Linked DNA regions of Sus scrofa: region 1 is linked to region 2. Evidence: chromatin contacts called from public promoter capture Hi-C data. All regions are on one chromosome and are shown on one strand. The core of a region is the stretch at or near the end of the contact, and the rest is flanking DNA. Distances in the headings are between cores, read along the strand shown.

Region 1 (3,215 bases), core at 162-2,661, 170 kb after region 2:
GGAAGAGGCCTTGAGGAGAAAGGGGCCTGTGGAGAGAAGGAGACCTTACAGGGATGAAGAGGAAGAAGAGGAGGCCTGCTTCCCTCCAGCGCCTCCCCCTTACTCTGAGACTGACTCCCAGGCCTCAAGGGAGCGGAGGCTTAAGAAGGTGAGTGACAGCCCTTCCTGGCTCTAAGACCCAACTGGATCCTCTTCTCCAGTCTTCCCAGCTCACACTCACTTTTTTCCTTTCTCCCTTGCAGAACTTGGCCCTGAGTCGGGAAAGTTTAGTTGTCTGATCTCAACGTTTTGTATGTAGCTTTTGTACTTTTTTTAATTTGAGGGACCATGGATCATCTTCCTCGCCTAAGACTAATAAAACTTGTGATCATAAGTCCTAAGTCTGGAAGGAAGTGTTTGTTTTGCTGCGCGAGGTTGGGAGCCCAAAAAGCTACTGTGTGTGTGTGTGTGGGGGGGTGTGGGTGTGTGTGTGTCCGCAAAAGGCCGCAGGTCCAGTTCTCTCATGGGACTTGCGTTGTGAGCCAGGAGGAAAGGACCCGCTCTGCCTTCTGCCTTCTCCCTTTCCGCGGCCAGGAATACGTGCCCCACGCTGGCCCCGCCCCGCCCTGCGTGCGCGCCCCGGCCCCGCCCAGACATGCGCATGCGCCCCGGGACCCCACCTTCGCGCACTTCAGCCCGGCCGCCGGGGGCGCGCGTGCGCGCTCCTGTCCCCTTCCACCCCCATTCACCCCTCCCCCCCGACCTACTTTTCTGTTTCCAAGCCCCGCCGCCTGCATCGTCCCCGGCGACCAGAACCCCTCCTTCAGGTCCCCTGGCGTTCCATCTGGGCCCGCGTTCCACACCGGCGGGCGGCCGGCGAGTACCGGGCAGACACTGAGGCTGTGGCGGCAACCTCTCGCCCCACCGGTACCCGGCCCGCGCGCCCGCCCGCCGTCCCAGACAGACAGCGCGCGCGCTCCCCGGGGGCTGCCCCCCCCCCCGCGCGCGTCGGCCCCGGGCTCGCGCCGCCGCCGCCGCCGCGCGCGCGCAGCTCAAGTAAAGGAGGAAAAAAAAGGGGGAAAAAATAGAAAGCAGCGGCGGCTGCAGCAGCGATCCGCCGCCGGACTGGGCCAGGCCGGGCGGCGGACGCGCGAGCCGGCGATCCAAGGGAGAGGCGGCGGCCATCTAGGGCGGGCCGGGTTAAAAAAAAGTCGCGGCGGCGACGGCTGCTCAGGGAAGGAGGCCCGAGGGCCGCGTGCACCGGGCGGGGGGCGGCTGCGCTGCGTCCCGGAGCCTAGAGCCGCCGGGAGCCGGCCGGCGGGCGAGCGGGCGGAGGCGGCGGCGGCGGCGGCTGCAGGAGCAGCGGCGGCGGCGGCGGCGGCGGCATCTCCTCCTCACATGACCCCACTGTTTGTCCCCGTGATCAGCGCGAGCGGCTCCCGTGTCTCCTCCGTCCCCTCCTGCCGCGCGGCGTGAGCGCCGGGCTCGGGGCCCCCCGGCCGCCCGCCCCCTCCCCTCCCTCCCTCCCCTCCCCTCCCTCCCCCCGGGCCCGGCGCCCCCCCCGCCCCCACCCCCCCATGGACATGCTGGACCCGGGTCTGGATCCCGCTGCCTCGGCCACCGCTGCTGCAGCCGCCAGGTAAGGGCGCCCGGCCGGTCCGTGCCCCCGCGCGCCCTGGCCCCGGCCCTTCGGCCTGGCGGCCGGGCCGCCATGATCCCGAGCGGCCGCCGAGCCCAGCTCAAAATGGAGGCCGCGAGGGAGGGGGGACTTGCGCGAACACCCCTGGCCCCCGGTCCTGGAGGTGCCCCTGCCCCAGACTGTGTCAGGCGGCATGGGGGCCCTGCACCTGGGCAGAGGGGCGGGGGCGCTGGCGGCCCTGACCCCCTCTTCCCGTCCTCCCCGCAGTCACGACAAGGGACCCGAGGCAGAGGAGGGCGTCGAGCTGCAGGAAGGTGAGTGCTCGCGGGGCCCACCGGGGTCTCGGCCTGCGCCCGGGAGGGCACTGGGGGCGCTCAGGCCCGCACCACCGCTGACCATCCCCCCTACCCTCCTCCGACCGCAGGCGGGGACGGCCCTGGGGCGGAGGAGCAGACGGCGGTGGCCATCGCTAGCGTCCAGCAGGCGGCGTTCGGCGACCACAACATCCAGTACCAGTTCCGCACAGAGAATAATGGAGGACAGGTGAGGCTGCGGGCCCGGAGCCCGGCGGCAAAAGGAGGGCTCAGCCCGGGGTCGAGCGGGCGGGCTGGGAGGGGCTCGAACCTGGCCCCTGCCCGGGCCCCAGCGCGGGTCTCGCTGCTCTGCCGCCCCCTGCAGGTGACATACCGCGTAGTCCAGGTGACTGATGGTCAGCTGGACGGCCAGGGCGACACAGCAGGCGCCGTCAGCGTCGTGTCTACGGCTGCCTTCGCGGGGGGGCAGCAGGCTGTGACCCAGGTGGGTGTGGAGGGGGCCACCCAGCGCCCCGGCCCCGCTGCTGCCTCTGTGCCCCCAGGTCCCGCAGCGCCCTTCCCACTGGTAGGTGCCCAGCAACCTCTGGGGGGGGGGTGAGGATGGAGAAGGGACGTGCAGTCTTTTCTTGGGGAATCCCGCGGGAGGGGCAAGTGGGACCAAGATGCTGCCTTCAGGGCCTCAGGTCAAATCCCTGATGTGCCCATGAAACCTTGGGGAAGACCTTTGGAGCATCTTTCCTTTTTTTTTTGTAAACTGGGGACTATGGCAACAGAGAAGTCTCTGAGAGTTAAAAGTGGGTCAGTTCTCCGAGTGATTGCTGAGTACCTGCCAAGTTCCAGGGCTATGAGAGGCAGGGCAGAGCGGCACACACAGAGGGCTTCCCCACTCTCCGTAGGGAATGCAGTAAACATCAAACATGGCAACCAGGGGATGGCTTGGGGAACAAAGATGGCTAAGGGTGGCCTCTGTGTCCTCCTGCTCCCTAGGCTGTAATCCAAAATCCCTTCAGCAATGGTGGCAGCCCGGCAGCTGAGGCTGTCAGTGGGGAGGCACGATTTGCCTATTTCCCAGCGTCCAGTGTGGGAGATACCACGGCTGTGTCCGTACAGACCACAGACCAGAGCTTGCAGGCCGGAGGTAAAGGAGGAAAGGGGCCAGGGCGGAAGGCAGGGGAGGCAGTAGGCCTAGCAGGGAGGGAAGCCCCCCCACCAGTTCTGACTCTACCCCCAGTTTTAGCACTAACCCCGCTTTCCCTGCAGGCCAGTTCTATGTCATGATGACG
Region 2 (3,082 bases), core at 508-3,007:
GTGGCGGGGATGGGACGAGGCCCTGGTCCCAGCCCCTCCCCCTGGGTGTCGGAGCCCCCACTTCTTTCGGGACCAAGGGTTCAGACCTCGCGTCCTCTGCCTCAAAGATGCAGGTCTCCAGGCCCCAGCCCTTTTTTTCCCCCGGGACCCACGAGTCTGAGCCCCCCGTCCCTGCCCCCATGGACTCAGGACTCCAGGCCCCAAGCCTGGGCTTCTTTCAGATCCCTAGGGTCCAGCCTGCAGCCCCCTCCTCTCTCTGACTCCCTGCAAGCCTGGGACAGAGACCTCAACCCTCCTCAGTCTCTGGGGCGGGGTGGGCCAGACTCATGCTGGGGTCGCTGTACACCTGGCCTTTGCCCCCACAGCTCGGAATACCTGGCCATCACCTCAGAAAGCAAAGAGAACTGTACGGGCGTCCAGGTGGCCGAATAGCCCCGGTAAGGTGGGTGGGTGGGCGGGCAGGGCCTGGAGGGCCCGGGAAGTGTCAGCTCTTAGGTACCTGATGCCCTGTCTCTCCCTCACCTTTAGGCCCCAGGCTCCGCCTCAAGGAAGAGCCAGCCCTAACGGGGAACATCCGGGCACAGCCTGCCCCCAATGGGGGTTGGCCATTCCTGGGCCTCCACAAGCCTCAGAGTCCTGCCACCAGAGCCTCCAGGGTGGGAGGGGGTGGGGGGCTTGGCTCGCACCCCAATCCAGCCTTCCTCCTCCTGCCCCATCGCCCACCCGCGCCATGCATGATGGGTAAAGCAATACTGCCGCTGCCCCCACCCCTGCTTCTGCTGCCTGTTTGGGAGGGGGGGCGGTGAGGTGGGGGCAGCGGCTCCGCACCCCTCCTTCTTGCTGATTTGCACACACTGGCCGCTTCAGACATGCACTACTGGGGCCCGCCCCTCCCCCGCCCCCTCCCAGCCCAGCGGGGCTGGCGTTGGGCTGGACTGGCTCCGGGCAGGGGGTTCTGGGACCCACTCCGACCCCCAGCGACACTTCCCTCCCTGCTTCCTCTGGCTGGACCTGGGGTCTCCTCTCCCTGTGATGCACTCTTGCCCCAGCCCAACCCGCCCTCTCTCACCAGCCTTGGATTGTGGCCACCTAGAAAGGGGCCCATTCAGCCTCGTCTCTCTTTACACAAGTAGTTTTGTTCATGGAATAAAGATTCTTGGACTTGACTCATAGTCTTGCTCGTGAGCCCAGTCACCTTCTCCACTCCCTCCAAGTTCAAGGGTTTGGGGGAGTCATTAGCGGGGACCAAGGGTTTCCGGGGAGCCAGACAGGAGCCAAGGAGGTGGATTTGTAGCCAGAGGTTGCCGGGGTGCGGGTGGGGGGTCGTGGGGTAGGGGGGACAGTGGTGAGGGAGAGGGAAGGGGAAAGGAGGCTACGAATGGAGAGAGAGGGAGACCGGAGGCTGGGCAGCGCCAAGGCTGTGCTAGCGTGTCCCCCTGTGGGAGGCTGTGGCGCTGAGTGGAGCAGGAGCGTGGGACGAGCGGGTAGGCCCGGTTATGCAGGGGCTGCCCATCTGGGGTGAGCAGCGGGGGTCTGACTGTGTTTGGGTGCACGGCTGTCCACAGGCAGGTGTCTGCTGATGACCCTTGTGTGTCTGGGTGTTTATCTGACCCTGGGGTCTGACGTGGATGACGCTTGGCTGCTGGCGGGACAGTGTGTCTCGGCCTCCGGACACTTCCGGCCACTTGGCCTGGGCCTCAGCCCTCAGTGCTGCCCTTTCCGGGCCAAGTCCCCATCCCCCCACCCCCATCTAGGGCTTCCCAGCTCCAGAGGTCACTGCTGCGGGCAGCACAGAAGCTGCCAAAGCAAACCAGCCCCCGTGACTTGTAGGAAAGCAGCTGGGGGGCAGGGGCTGGGGGAGAGGGGAGCTGGGGCTGGGGCTGGGCTGGGGGACCCTGGAAGGGGCTGCGGCTGGAGTGTAGGAGGGGTCTGGGGCAAGGGCTGGGGTGCTGGAAGGGACAGGGATGGACAAGGAAGGTGTTCGGCCTGAGCTGGGGTGGAGCGGGGGCTGGGGAGGTGGCAGGAGAAGGGATGGAGGCAGGGTGGGCTTGGGGCAGCTGGGTCCCTCCAGCTGATGCTCTGTCTTTGGCTTCATATCTCCTGTCTTCTGTCCTCATGCACACCCCCAGCCTGCTGTCTCCCCAGACTCACGGCCCTCAGGCCCGGCCTGTCCCTGCTCCACCTCCCCTCAGACCAGCACACCTGGGCCCCCTCCAGGCCGGAGGAAGCAGGTGGCCCGGCCAGCCTGGTCCGGCCCCTGCAAACCCTGCCCCACCAGCCAGGTGGCCTCCAGCACTGCCAATCCCTTTGCCCTGCCCCTCCCCGCCCCTTCCCCCGCCTCCGGCCCAGCCCCCTCCTCCTCAGGTAGGCAACCAGGCCTAGCAGGCCCCACGCCGCCGCCACTGCCGCCCGCTGCCTCTGCCTCCGGGGCCTCCGCCGCTGCGGGGCCACCATGCTCCTGCCCAGGCCTGGAGACTGACCCCTAAAACCGGCACCGTGTCTCAGCTCTGCCCCCACCCGCCGGACCCCAGGGTAAGGACCAGGGTCCTCGCCTCCAGTCCCCAGAACATGGGTCCTGCACCCCCATCCGACCGAGTGTCCATCTCCCAGGAGAGGGGATCCCAGGGAACCCCAAGAGTGGACTGACCTCTCTCCTCTCAGAGTTCCAGCCCCCTCTTCTTCAGACTCCAGGATCGGGGACCAGTCCTCCCTCAAACCCTGGAGTCCAGGCCCCTAAGCCCACCCCCCACCCCCATACGGCGTCCTGGCCCCCAAACCTCCCTCTCCCCAGGACCCAGGGAGCTCCTCCCTGAAATCCAAGAGTTCAGCCCCTTCGTCCCCTCCCCACTCAGGCCCAGGCATGGGGTCCCCCAGCCCCGTAAACCCAGATGTCCCCCCCCACCCCAGCCGCTGGTCAGACACTGACCCCATCCTTGAACCCAGCCCAATCTGCAACCGTGATCATGGTGTGCTCTGGCCGGGGCCCAGGCCCTCCAGCCTCCCTGGATGGGCGCCTGGGACTGGGGGCACAGGGGCTGGGCCGGGCACCCCCAGGCCCTGCCTCCCCCCTCATCTCCCCACA

The links. Promoter capture Hi-C pulls out the DNA fragments that hold promoters and counts their contacts.
Region 1: a contact with region 2 is called in a promoter capture Hi-C map of liver, with 2.8 times the contacts expected there. The contact joins the promoter of USF2 here to the promoter of HPN in region 2. A contact is called at or near these places in 1 of 5 promoter capture datasets (liver) and 3 of 47 Hi-C or Micro-C datasets (liver and skeletal muscle).

What each region holds. Positions count from the first base shown.
Region 1 is chr6:44,773,006-44,776,220 of Sscrofa11.1, forward strand. It overlaps USF2 (upstream stimulatory factor 2), which reads left to right and starts at 1,412. Exons shown (of 10, transcript XM_003127041.5): 1 at 1,412-1,618; 2 at 1,886-1,932; 3 at 2,043-2,161; 4 at 2,297-2,497; 5 at 2,920-3,070; 6 at 3,193-3,215. The coding sequence starts at 1,557. LSR (lipolysis-stimulated lipoprotein receptor) reads left to right here. Exons shown (of 11, transcript XM_021097147.1): 10 at 1-148; 11 at 243-373. The coding sequence ends at 278.
Region 2 is chr6:44,606,319-44,609,400 of Sscrofa11.1, forward strand. It overlaps HPN (serine protease hepsin), which reads left to right and starts at 1,758. Exons shown (of 14, transcript XM_021097151.1): 1 at 1,758-1,826; 2 at 2,130-2,532. SCN1B (sodium channel subunit beta-1) reads left to right here. Exons shown (of 6, transcript XM_021097212.1): 5 at 366-437; 6 at 529-1,170. The coding sequence ends at 432. It overlaps LOC110261282 (a long non-coding RNA gene), which reads right to left and starts at 3,077. Exons shown (of 3, transcript XR_002345329.1): 1 at 2,927-3,077.